Regions from separate parts of the Mus musculus genome. Here all the other regions are linked to region 2. The links are chromatin contacts, called in public Hi-C, HiChIP or PLAC-seq and promoter capture Hi-C maps. All regions are on one chromosome and are shown on one strand. The core of a region is the stretch at or near the end of the contact, and the rest is flanking DNA. Distances in the headings are between cores, read along the strand shown.

Evidence for each region. Promoter capture Hi-C pulls out the DNA fragments that hold promoters and counts their contacts. Hi-C and Micro-C count contacts between places; a contact is called where the count stands out from the background. HiChIP or PLAC-seq counts read pairs in DNA pulled down with a chosen protein or histone mark.
Region 1: an H3K27ac HiChIP or PLAC-seq map of embryonic stem cells shows a contact between it and region 2, with 5 times the contacts expected there. The contact joins the enhancer-like site here to the promoter of B230110C06Rik in region 2. A contact is called at or near these places in 4 of 39 promoter capture datasets (cranial neural crest, embryonic stem cells, frontonasal cranial neural crest and 1 more) and 2 of 115 datasets of contacts at active chromatin or transcription factors (embryonic stem cells and stem cell-derived neural progenitor cells).
Region 3: a Hi-C map of cortical neurons shows a contact between it and region 2, with 3 times the contacts expected there. The contact joins the enhancer-like site here to the promoter of B230110C06Rik in region 2. A contact is called at or near these places in 3 of 39 promoter capture datasets (cranial neural crest, hippocampal neurons and stem cell-derived epiblast-like cells), 4 of 484 Hi-C or Micro-C datasets (cerebellum, cerebral cortex and cortical neurons), 3 of 115 datasets of contacts at active chromatin or transcription factors (SST interneurons, embryonic forebrain and forebrain) and 1 of 9 other capture datasets (embryonic stem cells).
Region 4: a contact with region 2 is called in a promoter capture Hi-C map of embryonic stem cells, with 2.8 times the contacts expected there. The contact joins the enhancer-like site here to the promoter of B230110C06Rik in region 2. A contact is called at or near these places in 5 of 39 promoter capture datasets (embryonic stem cells, liver, neutrophils and 1 more), 1 of 115 datasets of contacts at active chromatin or transcription factors (embryonic stem cells) and 1 of 9 other capture datasets (liver).

The regions. Positions count from the first base shown.
Region 1 is chr14:16,311,330-16,315,606 of GRCm38.p6, reverse strand. Ngly1 (N-glycanase 1) reads right to left here. Exons shown (of 12, transcript NM_021504.3): 12 at 3,681-4,277. Among named protein-coding and RNA genes, the nearest start is that of Top2b, 52 kb to the left of the region's middle. Within about 2 kb of position 1,441, at least 64 of the 459 cell types and tissues checked have an H3K27ac peak or open chromatin away from gene starts, as enhancers often do. A contact at or near this core is called in embryonic stem cells, where this site is marked.
Region 2 is chr14:15,436,348-15,440,289 of GRCm38.p6, reverse strand. It overlaps B230110C06Rik (RIKEN cDNA B230110C06 gene), which reads right to left and starts at 2,667. Exons shown (of 3, transcript NR_152122.1): 1 at 2,547-2,667. It overlaps Lrrc3b (leucine rich repeat containing 3B), which reads left to right and starts at 1,303. Exons shown (of 2, transcript NM_146052.4): 1 at 1,303-1,717.
Region 3 is chr14:14,862,425-14,866,809 of GRCm38.p6, reverse strand. It overlaps Nek10 (NIMA (never in mitosis gene a)- related kinase 10), which reads right to left. Exons shown (of 35, transcript NM_001195229.1): 19 at 3,309-3,354; 20 at 1,296-1,417; 21 at 1,075-1,177. Among named protein-coding and RNA genes, the nearest start is that of Nek10, 44 kb to the right of the region's middle. Within about 2 kb of position 2,654, at least 64 of the 459 cell types and tissues checked have an H3K27ac peak or open chromatin away from gene starts, as enhancers often do. A contact at or near this core is called in cerebellum, cortical neurons and forebrain, where this site is marked.
Region 4 is chr14:15,976,009-15,980,072 of GRCm38.p6, reverse strand. No RefSeq gene overlaps it. Among named protein-coding and RNA genes, the nearest start is that of 1700062C10Rik, 59 kb to the left of the region's middle. Within about 2 kb of position 1,497, at least 35 of the 459 cell types and tissues checked have an H3K27ac peak or open chromatin away from gene starts, as enhancers often do. A contact at or near this core is called in embryonic stem cells, where this site is marked.

The sequences.
Region 1 (4,277 bases), core at 192-2,691, 880 kb before region 2:
AGAGACTCTTATTTTGGTATTGATAAGAACGATTGCTGGAAGCTTTAGCAACCTCTTCATGGGTCCTAAGTTGCTGCAATGTTAAGGATAGCTGCCTCTTCACAAACTACTCAGCATTTCTAACTATCTTTGCTTAAGCAACTTGCATTTTAAAAAAAAATCTATATTAAATGGCTGAAATATAAACATAAAGCTATAAAGTGAAGATTCTCATAGGGCAGAACACTTCTACGCAGGTAACTCTTATATGGGACTGTGTACAAAAATCCATGATCAAATAAAATGTGGAGTGTATTGGTTTGACTTCGATTTTTACATTTGATCTACACGGAATCAGAATATTTAAGAACATGGGTGCAAATATATTAGAAAAGAGTGACTGGCACGAGATGTCACTGAAGCTGGGGGTTTACAGAGGGAGGGTTGGGGCCTGCAGGGATTCTTGTCCTAGAGAAGGCTTTGCCAGCTGCTCCTACATGGGGGTATAGGCCTGTACAGATACAGGCTTTGCCAGCTGCTCCTACATGGGGGTGTAGGCCTGTACAGATACAGGCTTTGCCAGCTGCTCCTGTTTGGGGTATGGGTCTGTACAGATAGACTACAGCAGCCACCACATATCACTTCTTAACATGCATGCAAAATCCAGATGTTATGTCAAATATCTTCATTTAAAAGTTTCAGTTGAAAAATACTGGAGACAAGCCACCACTGTGAATTGTACACAATGCCCGGAAAGAGGAAGAAAGCTGGGACAACTATGAAGCTAACAGTTGTGGCACAGATCTACAGAAGAAAATTCCTGGAATTTCTAAAGCTTAGGCAGCAGGATCCAGAGTTCAAGGCTAGCTTGGGCTACCACCAACACTGCCTCAAACCCCAATAAAACAAAATAGAAAGGCAAGGTGAGGCTCTTACAGGATTTTATAATGACTATAGTGAAGTGAGAAGAGAGGTAGGCTTGGTTTACATCTTCAAAAAAGAAAAAGGAAGAACTCAAAAGAATATATAAACAGGAAATTAGCAGAAAGCAAAACTAGCTAAGGAAAGTGGCCTCTGAAGTGGCCCCTGCATCTAGTGGCACCTGAGAAATCGACCTCACAGTAAATCTCCAGGGTTTCATATGGCAGGATCGTAAACATGGCACACTTACCATAGTTATCCATTGCTGTGTAACAATCGTTCCATGTCTCTTAAGGCCACTTATTCTCAAGGCTCCGGCACATGCTAGGAATGCAGCAGTGCTGGTCCTGAGTGGCACAGCTCTGACCTGTGCAGCACACTCTCAGGAAGTGCAGCCTCAGAGCCCCTGCGGAAGGGCTAGTCAGTGCTGGCTTTTAGAGTGAAGGGCCATCTCTTCCTTTTCTGGAGTTAGCTGGATTATCCCAGAGTCACAGAGGAGAGCCTTTCCAGAGTCAGCAGGCCTTTAATGACGGACCTCAGAAGATCACAAGCATACATTCATCAGCTGACTGGACACAGAGCCTGCTCTAATTTTGTGTGGAATGGGAACAAGGGACTTCAGAGGCAGGGAACACTGGCTGGCTGCCACCACTGCAATTTAGCTTTTGCAAAAAAGGGAGGACATTGCTGTTCGTTAATACCATTGTTAAGTGTATAGCCACCAAAATATTAAATGCACATATCTTTGCATATATTCTATGTGAAATATGTATAAGGATGTTCTACACAATAAATCTAGCAATAAAAAGAAAACAACAGTCTGTAAATAAAGTGACAGTATAAATTACAAAACAGTGTGGTATAAAATGAGGAGATTAATGACTGGAAATGAACAGATTTCTAAAAGTGTTAATAAAGCTAGCAGAGAGAGGCTGCACATCCATAGAGAAAAAAACCCAAAGATATGAAAGCTGATCTATGCACACAGGTGAAGCCCACAGGAAGTCTTGGGTATCCCACATCAGTAGTCTTGCTGGTCACCTCTGGAAATAGTATAGGGTTGGGGGTGGAGGCAGCAATTTTTATTTTCATGACTATCTTGTTTGAATTTTTAGCTAAAATAACTTTACCAATTGAAGCATTTGTGTAGCTGCCTGCGGCCACGGGAACTGGGTTCCTCTGAAAGGCAGGCTGGGGCTAAAAGAGATCAGATGGTGAGAAAAGAGGCCAAGACAAACCTTTCTGTTCAAAGCCTCTGAAGTTTACTGAGAGTCTGTGTTTATAAAGAGGGTAGGCCCATCCCCTGCCAGCTCAATCTTGGTGCCTGGAGCTAGCCCGTAGGTGATCTACAGGGTGTGTCTCCGGAACAATGTCTCAAGTACCTCTCAGCAGGAAGCAGAGTCTTGGAGAAGAGCAAATAGAGCCATCAAGGTCAGAAGGCTCTACCCTAGGTAATCTCCTTCTCAGTGGCAGCAAGGTCAAAGTCTGGATCAGCCTGCTTCAAGACTACACATTTGAAGACTGATAAGGTAGCTGGAGTAGCAACTCATAGTGTGACATTTCTGTGACATGCCCTGTCAGGCCTTACAGTAGCAGCTATTTAGTTTTTCAAAACTTTCTGGATTACTTATGAATTTCCTGTTAATTAGACTTTGCAGATTTCTAGAGTCTTGGGGATAAAGGTCAAGTGTGGTGGTTCATCCCTGAAATTCTATCATGTGGCAATCTGAGGGAAGAGGATTGTCCCCAGTTTGAGGCCAGCATGAGTTACAGAGACTCTATCTCAGAACTACATAGGCTTTTGAGGGAAGAGCAAATTAAGAAGGAAAATTAAGATCTCATTGTACAGTTAGCTCCCATTTAGCTTTTCAATTTGGTATCTATACATTGGGGATGAGATAAAGTAGTTGTGGCCAATCTAGAGGAAACACCCACGTGTAATAAATCAGCTGGACTTTGTAGTGGCTTAGTCTTCATTTCTTTCAAAAGCATTTAAGGAAGGCATGCTTGAATCTCCTAATTTATACATAAATAAGACCAAAAAAAAAAAAAACCCCAAAACTTCTATTATTATAGACTCTCCAAATTTAGAATAGCTTATATTGAATTAACTGGTTCTAAAAACACTGCTGTTGAGTATCCTAGAATATCCATAAAATGGTACCCACAAACTCCTGAGTCTATGGCCTTACACTTCAGGAAGATGGTCTTGGGAGAGAATCCTGCCTGTAGTGACATTTAAGAAACTGTTTGGATGGGTCAAGACTAGCTTTGTTTGTTGATGAGGGTTTTTGTGGTGAAACTATGACAAGCCTAAACTAGCTTACAGCTAATCTTAAGGGCCTCAAAATTCCACGACAAGGTGAATGTTCCCTAGGGCTCTGTCATTCAGAGGCACTTAGTGTTTTGTAAAGTGCCTGACCATTTATGCTGCTACAAATAATTTGAAGTTTGAGACTTCCTGAATATTGATACTTAAGACATAAAAGTTCAGCTACATAAGCTACTTGAAAAATTAAACAAGGTAGGTTTATTTTTGAGACAGGGTCTCATGTAGCCAAGCATAGCTTTGTATTCTTTCTTGATCATCCTTTATTCAGTTTATCTATTCTTTTGTGTGTCATGGTAGAAAATATTTATGAGGAAAAGCGAAATACAACTTTTTAGGAAGGGAGCACTTCTCAAAAGTTGGCCTACTATTTACTGGTAAACACCTAAAGATGCTGGTTTTAAATGGGAGAGATGAGGTTTAGAGACAATTGCTACTCTTTCACTCTATAAGATTCCAGTATTTTTATTGATTTGGTATTAAATCCTATAGCTAGAAACAGATTCACGCAGCTTAAACTATAGTGACCTACTCTATAGTATATCACAGCATGTCTCAAACAGTATCTGCTTTCTGCTTAATGGTTTTAGATTTCAGTCACATCACTTAATCTTCTCATACAAGACAGTTTCAAAGCCAAGAATATTTTATTCAATGAGGTATCTTATAATTCAAAGGTAAAGAATACCCAAGTTCCCATGCATTATGGAACTTGCAAAGTATCTTTAAATAAACTGTTAGTAATAAATGTCTGAAAAACCAGTATATACTGAGGTAGTTTTCAATATTCCTCATACCCAGGAAAGCCAATTTTTAGGCAAGGTAAGCACTGAAAAGGCATAAAGCAAAAATAATCCATTTTATTTTTTAACTGTCCAGATATTTACAATGATAAAAACCTTCATGCATCATATGACATAAGATACTTGACTTTGACAGTTATTCAAAATTGAGAATGTTTGGAAAAATCTAATCAGAAAATGTTAAGTAACTAGTAGCCCTAGATTGTATCACATTCATGAACAGCATTTAATCATGAATACCATCA
Region 2 (3,942 bases), core at 1,418-3,917:
TTATCTGAGCCATAGTCAGACATTTGTCTTAAGTTGAACCAAATTTATGCCTTATGGACATTACTAAGAGGTGAGTGCTCCACAAGTGCTATTTCATTTAAAACACAGCATCAACCAAAGATTCAAATGTAGGATAGCATAATCAACAGTTGGAAAGACTTGGATGCAAGCCAGCTCTGTGAGATTATGTCGGGTTTCATCTTGAGCTCTGGAACTCTTTAGATAAACTTACACCGATTACCCACGGCGGAGGTCATCTATAACAGTTCAATATGTGATATTTTATTGTATATTCCTATGAAATGTTTCACTATTCATCTTGTACTCTCTTCCAACCTTCCATTGCTTATACAACCTTCCATTGCTTATACAGCAGTCTAGTGAGCATCTCTTCAGATAAATTTTGTGGATGTTCTCAGTTATTTCCTGACTTGTGAGAAGTAGAATCACTGGCACAGTATTACAGACAAATTTTATACTTTCAATGGGAATGCCAAGTTTTCCTTTGAGTAATTAGACCAAATTACATACCTGCTATTCATATATATTTATTTCTAGGTCCTGATTTCTCAGTTTAAAAGTGTTGAAAAGTGATGACAATTCAAATCCAGACTAATAAAATCATATTGTGAAATGTTAGAAATACAAGTCATAGAATATAAAGGTGTATAATGTGGAGCTGCTAGACAAATCACAGCTGCTGGGGGGACTCAGTGGTTTACAGTTTTGCAATGTGGCCAGACCCAGCATACTTCTAAACCTGCATAAAACAGCATCGTTGCAAATGGGGAAATGCTGCAAGCTTTAATATGCTTGATAGAGGTCACCAAATGATAAAGACTTTCTGGTGAGTCCCCATCTGGAATGGGTTTGTTCTAGCTGCTAGCTGCAGTGTGCCTGACTCTTGCCCTGTGCACCCAGTAAGTCATTTTTAGTTAATTAAAAATGTTTGCTTTTCCTCCCCGTTGACAGCAATGGACCTAGGCTAAACAGTTCCCTCTGGTCTCAGTAGTCAGGAAATGGAAGAAAGAATGGGGCCATAGCAACATGTCCTGGAACTGGGCAAGAGGAAGCAAGAGAGGAGGAGGAGGCTAACTAATGTTCCTAGCTCAGCTCTGCTTCTCCAGCAAAGGCTGAATGAAACTCCTCCCCTCCTTATTCAGGATCTCCAGCTAGGAGGCAGAAGAGCAGTGCCAGTTAGGTGATAGCCAGCTCCACCAGTCACGTTCACTCGCTCTAGCTCGTCCCTGAAGCCTCGCCCCTCCTCCATTCCCAGTCCAGGTTTGGAGGCGAGTCCCCTCTAGTGACTGAGCCGCCTGCACGTTGGCGAGTAGCTTTCTGCCTCCCTCGCATCTTTGTCTCCTCCTCCAGTGAGGTTCCGGCGCCCCGCACAGGGTCTGCAGCGGCCGCCGCAGCAGTAAAAGCCAAGTCGTGCCCCACACGGCAGCCCAGGGCCGCACCCTCACTCGGTGGCAGCGCGCAAAGACGCCAGCCGCGCCACGCACCGCCTGCGTCCTGCGCCCCGGCCACAGCGCATTCACGCCGCCGCGGCGGTCGCTCCGGAGCGGAGCCCGGCCGGCGGGCCGGGTCAGGGAGGGTAGTCCAGTTTGCAGTCGGCTGGAGCTAGCAGCACGCACACCCCTAGGCTTATGCATCAAACGCCTCCTCCCTGCGCCACGAGGATGGAGCAGCCATCCCAACCCAGGACTGGCGCAAGGTAAGGTGCAGCCGCCTGTTGCTTTATGCAGAGCGCGGGCTCAGCTCCCAGTCAGGGTGCTTAGGCCATCTCTCTGGGAAGCAGAGAATGGTCACCGCAGTTCTGAGCCGTGTGGAGCCAAACCTCCAGGTCTTTTTGACACAGATCTTTGGAGAGACCCTGCCTGGAGAAGGGAAGTCGACCCTTTTCGCTCTTGTGCAACCAGGTGCCTTGCAGCAGTCTGCAAACTTTTGTGACCCTCCCTTCCTGGTTCTCACCTGGTGCGGTATCTGTTCAGTTCTCGCGTGCGCCCTTCCCCCAGCTACCCTAGCCTTAAGGCATCTGCCCATTTCTCTCACTGTGTTCTTGCAGTTCGACTTTTTGCTTCCTACAGCTCCGGATTCAGAGGCAAGGGCTTAGGATCTAGTAGTGCTTCTCTTGCCTGTCGCAGATGGGAAGGGGTAGGGCTAACCAGGGGAGGTGGAACTTAATGCCACTGTTAATGTCTTCAAGAGCGGTGAGGGTCAGATCGCTCGATCCTGCCACCCCCAAATCGATAATAAAAATCCTCGGAGTGGCTTTCGGTTATGGTTATGTGCTACGGGAAATACAAGTGCTGATCTGGATGGGTGAAGTAAGTGATTTGGGGAGGAAAAATCCCTCTTGAGGTTGCCGGAGGCAGCAGAGGATGAGATCTGCCAATGGGTGAGGGGGGACGGAAAGGCTCTGCTAATGTAGGCGATGGGGCACCTCAGCGTGGCCACTGAAGAGGATTTGGAAAAGAGATTGAAGTCTGTTTGGGGGTGGGGGCGCTGGCCCAGGTGAGGGGCCAGGGAGAGGGGCTAGGTACCTGAGAAGTCCGGAGGTGGGAAGCAGCCCTGGGATTCCTGCCCCGGGGTATTTCAGAAGGCTGGCTGCTTCTGCCTAGGTTAGAAAGAGCTCCCTCGCCAGGAACAAACAAACCTCTCGGCTCTGTTCTGATTGCGTTGGCATCTTGGGCGGTGACTGAATGTTCAGATAATGGACCGAGGACGCTGTCCCTGGCTCTAAGAGGATCACAGCCCCTCTCCTCTCCGGCACCCGCTTGCTCCTACACCCCTTCATCTCCACCACCGGGTTGTAAATCTACGCCCACCTTCTCTGACAGCACTAGGGCGTTAAGGATGTGTATATTCTGGAATGGGAAGGGGACTTTTGGCCTGATCCCCAGGGGTATATGTGTGAGAAACTAAGGCGAGTCCCCAGGTGTCAGCAGATAGGCTGGGGTCCCAACAATCCAGAGAAGAATCCAGGGCAGAGGCTGATCTGGGAGACAGCTTCCCCTTGAGGCTTCAAGGTTTGCACCTAGGCTGAGGAGAGAAGGGAGTGGGGGGAGCCCTTAGCTGGGTTAGGAAAGATCTTTAGCTTAAAGCTGGAGGATGTGTGGAGAAACAGAAGGGGGTGTGCACAGCTCCTCCAGTGAGGGAAGACCTAGCTTCTCGGCCTGGTATCTGGAATCAGAGGTGGGTCTATATTAACTTACCAACTCCCCAGATATATCGTCCTGGTCGTTTCTGATGGTTTGGCAGATGCAGAGATCCACCTTTGCACCCAAGCCATCTGGTCTTCAAGACCACTTTTGGGAAGAGGCCTAGTGTGCATATTGTAAAGAAAGGGTTCTCTCTCTCTCTCTCTCTCTCTCTCTCTCTCTCTCTCTCTCTCTCTCTCTCCTGGTGGGGAACACATCACCATGTATGGGAGAGGAGGCACATAGTTCTCTTCACCCCATATCCAGGGACACTTGTGATTGAGGGCCCTGCACGTCTAGTCCCTACCTAGCCTAGTGGAGAAGCGTTTGGCGGCTGCGCTGGTGCAGGCTATGGACAGTTCTCAGGTTCTCCTTGCATAAACTTCTCATATTCTGGCTTTTTATAGAATAATCTTTCCTAGGTTGCCCTGTGATTGTCTCCCCTATTCTGCTCTAACTGGGGAAAAGCAGAATTGGAATCATTTGGTTAGGCTTAGTCAGAGCCTTCTAGAAGAGAGGTGTACTACCAAGGCCCTTGGAGGAATTCTATCACGGTCACTCCCACACCCAGGCATACCTGGGGCAGCTAGCTCCTTGCTTCAAAACAGAAAGCTGTACAACCAAGAATGGGGATACCCTCCACACAAGCTTCTGATGCATTTCTGGGGCACAAAAAGTGACCATGCCTTCACCAGCCAGACCTCCTCGCAAGTGACAGCACAGCACGCAGCTTCTTCTA
Region 3 (4,385 bases), core at 1,405-3,904, 570 kb after region 2:
CGAAAACTACATAGGACTGGCTAGCCTCAGATTGAAAGAAATCTACCTGCCTCTGCCTTTGTCTGTCTGTCTGTCTGTCTCTCTCTCTCTATCTCTTTCTTCCTGCCTTCCTGCTTCCTTGCCTCCCTGTCTCTGCCCCCTCGTACTTCCCTGCCTCTGCCTTTCTGCCTCTTCTTCTGCCTCTGCCTCTCTCTGCCTCTCTGCCTCTCTGCCTCTCTGCCTCTCTGCCTCTCTGCCTCTACCCCTGCCTCTGCCTCTCCAGTGCTGAAGTGCCCCCTAACTCTGTCCTAATCAATGAAATTTAATTTACTGTTATCTGCCTTTCTGCTACAGATGAAAACACCAACCAATGAAACAAACAGCTATGTCAAAGGATACAAGTCGCTGTGTTTGTAAAGCCCTGCAAGTCTGACACCTTTAAGACAGACTGAGATAAAGTAGTCCAAAGCAATGTGCTCAATGTGTTAATCAGCAAAGCTTCTGTTTATGAGGTAGAAAGAAAAACTCAGAAAGCATTAATTGAGGAGTTAAATTAAACACAGAAGCATCCTAAGAGTACTGTATCTCTCATATGAGCAAAACAGTCATTTAGAACAGTATTTCCATTATCCAATATTGTGCAAACATTATTGTCTCAGGGATATGGAAAGTAATTATAATTTAACAAAAGAATTTTGCTTATTGAGTTTTTTGCTATTGCTGTTTTTTGGTTTGGTTTGGTTTGGCTTTTTGAAAAAAAGTTTGGTTAAGGCTAGCACCAACTTACTATGTCACTGAAATTGGCCTTGAACTCCAGATCCATCTGCCTCCACCTTCCAATGTGTGCAAACCAATACCCAGCTCAAAAGTTAATGAAATATAAAAGTTCATTTCCTCAGCCACAGGGGCCACATTCCACTTGCCCAAGAGTATCATGTGGCTAGTGCTTACTCACTCCACTGGACAACTCAGAGAAAACATTTCCATCTATGCCAAAAGTTCTACTGACAAGCACCACCACTCTGAAATGGGGTGCATTTCTCAACTGACATTCAGAACTTCTTCAGTTAAAAAGTTGAAGACTTTTATACTTACTAACTGTCACTTTGTCCTTATCTCCCAGCATAATGTTGTTTGGCGTGAGATCTCTGTGAACAATCCTCTTCTCCTTGTGCAGATACCGAAGAGCTAAGCACAGCTTGAAACAAGAATGGAAGCAAATTTGATTCCTGCCATATACGTAACCAACAGTGTATCTCTAAGGTAGCTCAGAACTTTGTTGTATAAAGAAAATTTCAATGAAGGGTGTAGTGTACCTGTATAAATATTTTCCACAGTCGCTCTTCACTGAAATGGTGATGTTTTTCCTTCAAAGAATTAAAGTGCTCTCCAAGTGGGGCTCCTTCTATCAGCTCCATAACGATATACAACCTGTCATCTATGCAAAAGCAAAAAGGAGTCACAGAAATGTAAAGTCAGTATAAAGCCCTGGAAAACCTTCACAAATTAGAACCCGGGCTTTCCAAGGAGTGTTGGAGCACAAAACGGAAAACTTAGTGTCAGGATCCACTGAATGCTGGCAGAGCACAGAGCTGCCCTTGGGGCAGTCACAGCCTAGCAGCAACTTCCTCTGACTCCAGACTTTCTCCTCTCTGGCAAGCATAATCATTTTCTGCTTATACCATAGAATGCCTGAACCATGTCAAAGACAGTAAGCCAACTGTCTCAAGTCACGAGGCCTGCCTCTTAGTACCTCGGATCAAATAAGACGTTCAGAAAACCGCATTATAAATTGCATTTTGTATGGTGACATAGATTATGTCATACAAACTTACCCACGGATCACGCTATGATGTTGCAATAACACAGACTAAAGCACCTACCCATGACAGAGATTACTGCTAGGCCCCTCTCGAGTAGAGAGACCTGGACTCTGATTTTATGTTAGGGTTTACAAGGGTTTAGCACTGTTTGGGTTTTTGGTTTTCTTGTTGCTGTTTTTGTTCTCTGAATACACTCCTTTAAAGCCAATTTGAACTACTAATAATGATATGTGACATGTGTCTTTTCTGACTGTTGGACATACACAAAATACACACATACACAATCTGCCTGCAAAGGACAGACATCTCCCATCCTGCCCACTGGCTTCTCCACCAGTCTCACACTGCAGCATGAATGTAAGCACACTGTTCTTCCTGTTGCCTTTCACAGGATTGCAAAAATGAATAAACCATATAGCATCTCTCTTACGGACATTTATAGATTCCCAAGTTTCACCATTCCAAGAAATACATATTGCCTGCACTATGCTTAGCTGTTTGTTTTCATTTTCTCAAATTATAGTCTTCTTCATCATAGTTTATAACTTGGTAATATTATACATATTTTAAGTTTCCTTCAATTTATTTTGGAAGTCGTCAGGTTAAGTGTTTTGTTTTTGTAATGACTTGTACTTACTTCAGTCTAAGTCAGGAACTAAATCTGATAGCTTTAATTACAGGAATAATCCCGATATTAAGAACTAGCACGTAAGGAGGAAGGAGTCCATCTAAATCACTTAAAGAAGGGAAATGGGTAAAAACATAGCAATTGAGCTGCATACAGAACAGCTTCTGTTTAGTATTGAGACAGGGTCTCTCTATGCAGCCATGCCCAGCCTGAAACTCACTATGTAGATCAGGTTGTCCTCAAACACACACAGTCGGCCTCTGCCTCTCAAGTGCTGGGATTAAAGGACTGAGTCACCATGCCCGGCTAATACTTCAGGATTTTATGCTACAGATGGTTAAGTTCAATACTTCCTTCACTTGTAAACAAGCGACTGAGTTTGGCTTTGTTTGACTGTGCTCTCCATCCCACAAGCAGGAAACAAGCCAGCCAGCCTGCAGGCTCAGCCAGGACTCTGGCGCCACCTGGTGGCATCTACTGAAATTTGTGAGAAAAAAAAAAAAAAACCTTGAAGGCGGAGTCCAATCCATTTTATTAGGGGTGGAAAATGCCACTAGATGCTGCTGTGAGCTTGCAAAAAGAAAAATAAAACATCATGCTTTAGTTCTCTTTTCTCTTTTTCTTCTACAGTTCCTTTTCTGTACAATAATTTAATTATTTTTGTTTATTCACACTGTGCCTCTATATAATACAGATCAAAATATTTTAAGTATTCTCAGGTCATCAATTAAAAAATTATTTTACTGCTTAAGAAAGCAATGCCTAATAATAAAAGCCAGTAGAAAATAGCTGAATGGGTTTATTTTCTGCCAACATAATATAAATGTATATAAATAACAAACATATGTTTCCTTACTTAGAAAGCAATTCATACTTACTTTCCAAAAATGTTTTATAATAACGTACAACATTGGGATGATAAAGCTGTAAGAAAACAAATAGCAAACACTTATCAGACTCTTCAAAACACAAGCTTTTGTACACTGAAGTTTCATCTAAGACTGCCAGCTGCCATTTAAGGTTTTAAATGACTTTTTTAAGTTAATGAAAGAGACAGTGTCCTCCATGCCTTTGTGAACCAGGCTAGAAGATGCTGCACTTCCTAATGGGCAGTGGACAGGTTTAGGACTGATCAGTTCCTTAACGATTCCCTTAGCATGCTCTGCCCCAGGGTTGGGCCTCAGCTACACAGGGAGGGAGAAAGTTCTAAAAAAGAAAAATGGTGTAAAATGTCTCCAACTATTTATTTAGAATGTAGTTTCTAGGTAAAGTGTCTTGTTTCAGAGGAATTGCCATGATGTCTATAAATGGTTTGTGCCTCTGAGTGTCCCTCTGAGTGGGGCCCACGTAGCTGCTACTCACACCAACCCAGCGGTCTCAGGGTTATCAGCAGCAGAGTAGCCAGGATGTGGCTTCCCAGGCAGCAGTGACATTTGTCTGTCCCTCAGCCCTGGAAGTGTCCTTTCTGCTGCTTTTCCCACTTGGGATGGGAAGGTGTCACCAGCAGTTGCATGGAACAGGGAATAATGCCAACTTGTGCCATTCTCTAAGCCTGGTAGTTCGAAGCCTCTGTGCTGTGCTCATTGTCACCTCTTAGCAGACAGGGTCTCTCACTCCCGTACCTATGGCTTCTGTATTCCATGACATCCTTCTTTTTGGTTCAGGTGGCTCCCACAGGAGGGACAATCTTCAGTGACATCAAAATCTAAACTGTGGCACCCTGATTGGCCTCTTCTGGACCCTTTTTCTTAGGAAACGCACTTAAACAAATTAGCACCCAAATCAACTAGCAAGTGGGGACAGGATGAGTTTCTGAACGGATGGGATGGCTTCTTGCGATCTAATCCATTAGTGGTGACTTTTGTTGTAACTTAGTGATGTCAAACTATAGGTTTCAATGAATAAAGACCATGTTTGTGACACCAAGCAAACATGACTGCAGGGCGCAGTGAGGC
Region 4 (4,064 bases), core at 248-2,747, 540 kb before region 2:
GATTTTTTACCAACCCTATATCTGATAGAGGGCTAATATCCAATATATACAAAGAACTCAAGAAGTTAGACTCCAGAGAACCAAATAATCCTAATGAAAAGTGGAGTATAGAGCTAAATAAAGAATTCTCAACTGAGGCTCAACTGAGGAATTCCAAATGGCTGAGAAGCACTTAAAGAAATGTTCAACATCCATAGTCATCAGGGAAATGCAAATCAAAACGACCCTGAGATTCCACCTCACACCAGTCAGAAAGGCTAAGATCAAAAACACATGTGACAGCAGATGTTGGTAAGGATGTGGAGAAAGAGTAATACTCCTCCTTTGCTGATGGGACTACAAGATGATAAAACCACTTTGGAAATCAGTCTGGTGGTTTCTGAGAAAATTTGAAATAGTTCTACCTAGCTGCACCACTCCTGGGCACATACCCAAAAGATGTTCCAATATATGCATCACTATGTTCATTTATAATTATTTATAATAGCCAGAAGTTGTAAACAACTCAGATGTCCCTCAACAGAATGTATACAGAAAATGTGGTACAGATACACAGTGGTGTACTACACAATGGAGATTGAAAACAATGACTTCATGAAACTCACAGGCAAATGGATGGAACTAGAAAATAAATACACTGAGTGGAGTAACAAAAGAACACACATGGTGTGTATTCACTAATGCTCCACTTCCTGAAAGTTCCACAACCTTCCCAGTCAGCACTGTCACCTTGGTGCTGAGTGTTGAAACATGTGAGCCCATGGTTTCACATTGAACCACCAAAGGAAATACTTGTTTGAGGAGGCAGCTATGAACCTAAGTGGTCACCAAAAGGTGACTTACTTGTGTGAGTGTGACCCCAGGCTGTAGAGAAGAGCTGAGGAGAGGGTTGGGTGAAGATATCAAATCCTCTCTTACCACAAACTCCAGCTTACCAATAGCACATGGGCTTGTAAGAGTTGACACAGTGATGTGATTCTCATATAATTCAGAGAACTTGTCAGAGTTATTCATACCTGTTAAGAAAGAGATCAGTGCATGGTCTGGTGGGAGTGTCAATTCTGATCAGATTCTCAAGTCTTCTGGTTGTCACTGTTTCCAGATCTAGATTTTTCTGAATCTTTTTATTCTGTCAGAAAGCCAGATAATCATATGAATTCAATTGAAGCATGCATTAAAATCAGTGTCCCTGGCCACCACTCAGCAAATCAGATGGCATTCATGTTTGGAAAAATCTTTTCTTTTTTTTAGTGTAAACAAACTTCGTTTTACTGTTAAAAAACAACAACAACAACAACAAACTAAAACAAAAACCTTTTGAAGAATTTCAGACCTTTTAAGATCAGAGAGCAGTGACATCCACTTGGTAAATACCAGTGGAAGTCTGGGCTCTTTACTGCAGTGATTGTACACCCAGGAAGAACACAAGTCACTTAGCATTGAGCAAAGACCTCCTACTGTGCAGCGAGGAGAGCTGGAGGGCAGCTGTGCTCTCTTTCCTGAAGCCATTGAAAAGGCCTTTGTTCTTTAAACTAATTCCTAGAGCCTTTTTTTTTTTTCCTAAGAGGGGTCATTGTGGTGATTTGAATAAAAATAGCCCCTATCAGCCCCTAGGGAGTGGTACTGCTAGGAGGTGTGGCCTTGTTGGACTGGGTGTGGCTTTGTTGGAGGAAGAATGTCATGGGGTGAGCTTTGAGGTTTCACATGCTCAAGAGATGCCTAGCATCTCTCTCTCTCATTCTCTCTCTCTCTCTCTCTCTCTCTCTCTCTCCCTCTCTCTCTCTCTCTCTCTCCTGTCGGCCAATCTAGATGTAGAGTTCTCCCATGCTTCCCATCATGATGATTCTGAACTGTAAGCTGGTGCCAATTAAATATTTTCCTTTATAAAACTTGTTTAGGTCACATTGTCCCATCACAACAACAGGAATCATAAGAAAAGCATTAAAGCAGGTACTACTTTGGGATATGAGGACATCTTAATGATATAGTAAATTTACACCATCCTACATTATGAATGGTGAAGTCTTTGCAGGAAGTACTTTTCAAGTCATTATTATTATTTTTTAATTCATTTTTGATACTAATGAATCCAACTCTAAAATCCTATCTAAAGAAATGTGGATATGTGGGAAAGTTTTCCCATAATTAAACAACAGGAAAGCTTAAAACAGATCGACTAATGGGAATTGATTAATTTCTTAACCACGATTTAACTGAGTTTTATATCTTTAACCTGTACAGAACCCCTGAGCTGTGTGTTTTTGTTTGTGGAACACAGCAATATCAGAATTCTTTGAGGTTGCACACTATTTGGCAGACAGCTACACCAGGTACACACTTTGTATTAGGTATGGTGTTCTCCGCTTATCATAAAATATGTCAGTTAAATGTAGCTCTACCTAAGGGCTGTCCAAATGACATATGTAAAAGGTAAAAGAAAGCCAAATGGCCTGGGCAACCTAGAGTTCCAGGTGGAGACTTGCACAGGGTGGTTCCCTCCCACCTGTCCTTTGTTATTCCATTAGTCTACACTGCTGACTACTTTTTAGAATCTGATTCTGTAAAGTCATGCCACACTGTTGCTTTGAGCCCCTTTCATGTCACCTGTTTAAAAACACAAGCTGTGAATTGTTGTGCCTACTAGTAGCAAATATGTTTACTGTTGATATATTTTTTTTTACTTTGTGCTACAACATGACCATGAAACCAATACTTCATACCAAAAAAATCCAGCTTCTAAGCATTTGTCTAGAAGCAACATGTCATCAACAGTTCTCTTAGCTTCTGCTACTCTGGGTGTTTGTGTGCATAACTGCTAGGTGCCAACTACAATCTTCCATCTGTAGAGCCAGGAGAGAGTATTTCAGACCTGAAGTTTCTTACCACGGGGTAGTGTTTTGTGTCTAGTTGGCAGATATTTGTGTCCAGTGACAGCCACAGATATTTACAGGTTTCTTTCTTTTTTTTTTTTAATTAGGTATTTTCCTCATTTACATTTCCAATGCTATCCCAAAAGTCCCCCATACCCTCCCCCCCCCCACTCCCCTACCCACCCACTCCTACTTCTTGGCCCTGGCATTCCCCTGTACTGAGGCATATAAAGTTTGCAAGACCAATGGGCCTCTCTTTCCACTGATGGCCGGCTAGGCCATCTTCTGATACATATGCAGCTAGAGACACGAGCTCCAGGGGGTACTGGTTAGTTCATATTGTTGTTCCACCTATAGGGTTGCAGATCCCTTTAGCTCCTTGGATACTTTCTCTAGCTCCTCCATTGGGGGCCCTGTGATCCATCCAATAGCTGACTGTGAGCATCCACTTCTGTGTTTGCTAGGCCCCGGCCTAGTCTCACAAGAGACAGCTATATCAGGGTCCTTTCAGCAAAATCTTGCTAGTGTATGCAAAGGTGTCAGCGTTTGGTAGCTGATTATGGGATGGATCCCCGGATATGGTAGTCTCTAGATGGTCCATCCTTTTGTCTCAGTTCCAAACTTTGTCTCTGTAACTTCTTCCATGGGTGTTTTGTTCCCAATTCTAAGAAGAGGCAAAGTGTTCACACTTTGGTGTTCGTTCTTCTTGAATTTCATGTGCTTTGTATCTTGTATCTTGGGTATTCTAAGTTTCTGGGCTAATATCCACTTATCATTGAGTACATATCAAATTTCATTTGGTCATTCAGTCTGGTGAGTACCCTGTAATATTTTGAAGGTTCTAGTGAGAACCCAGAGACTGGATCCAGATATTAGGGGTTTTGGGACCCCAGGAGTGGGGAAGAGTATATCCAGCAGAGAGGAAATTTAGGGGCCACAAGACCTTGGACATTTCAGGGCTCCAAGAAAATCATCTCCAACAAATCACTTCTGAAGCACACCAGAGGTATGCCAATGGCACCACTCAAAAGAGTAAATTGAAAGTAATCTGATCTAAACACCTCTGGAGGTAACTTCTTTTTGTAGAAGGCACCATTTGAATAGACCACAAGAGGGAAGGTTGGATGCCACTATAGATCTGATGTTCAGTGTCTGTTTGAGATATCACCATAGCCCTCTGGTTTGTTAGATGAT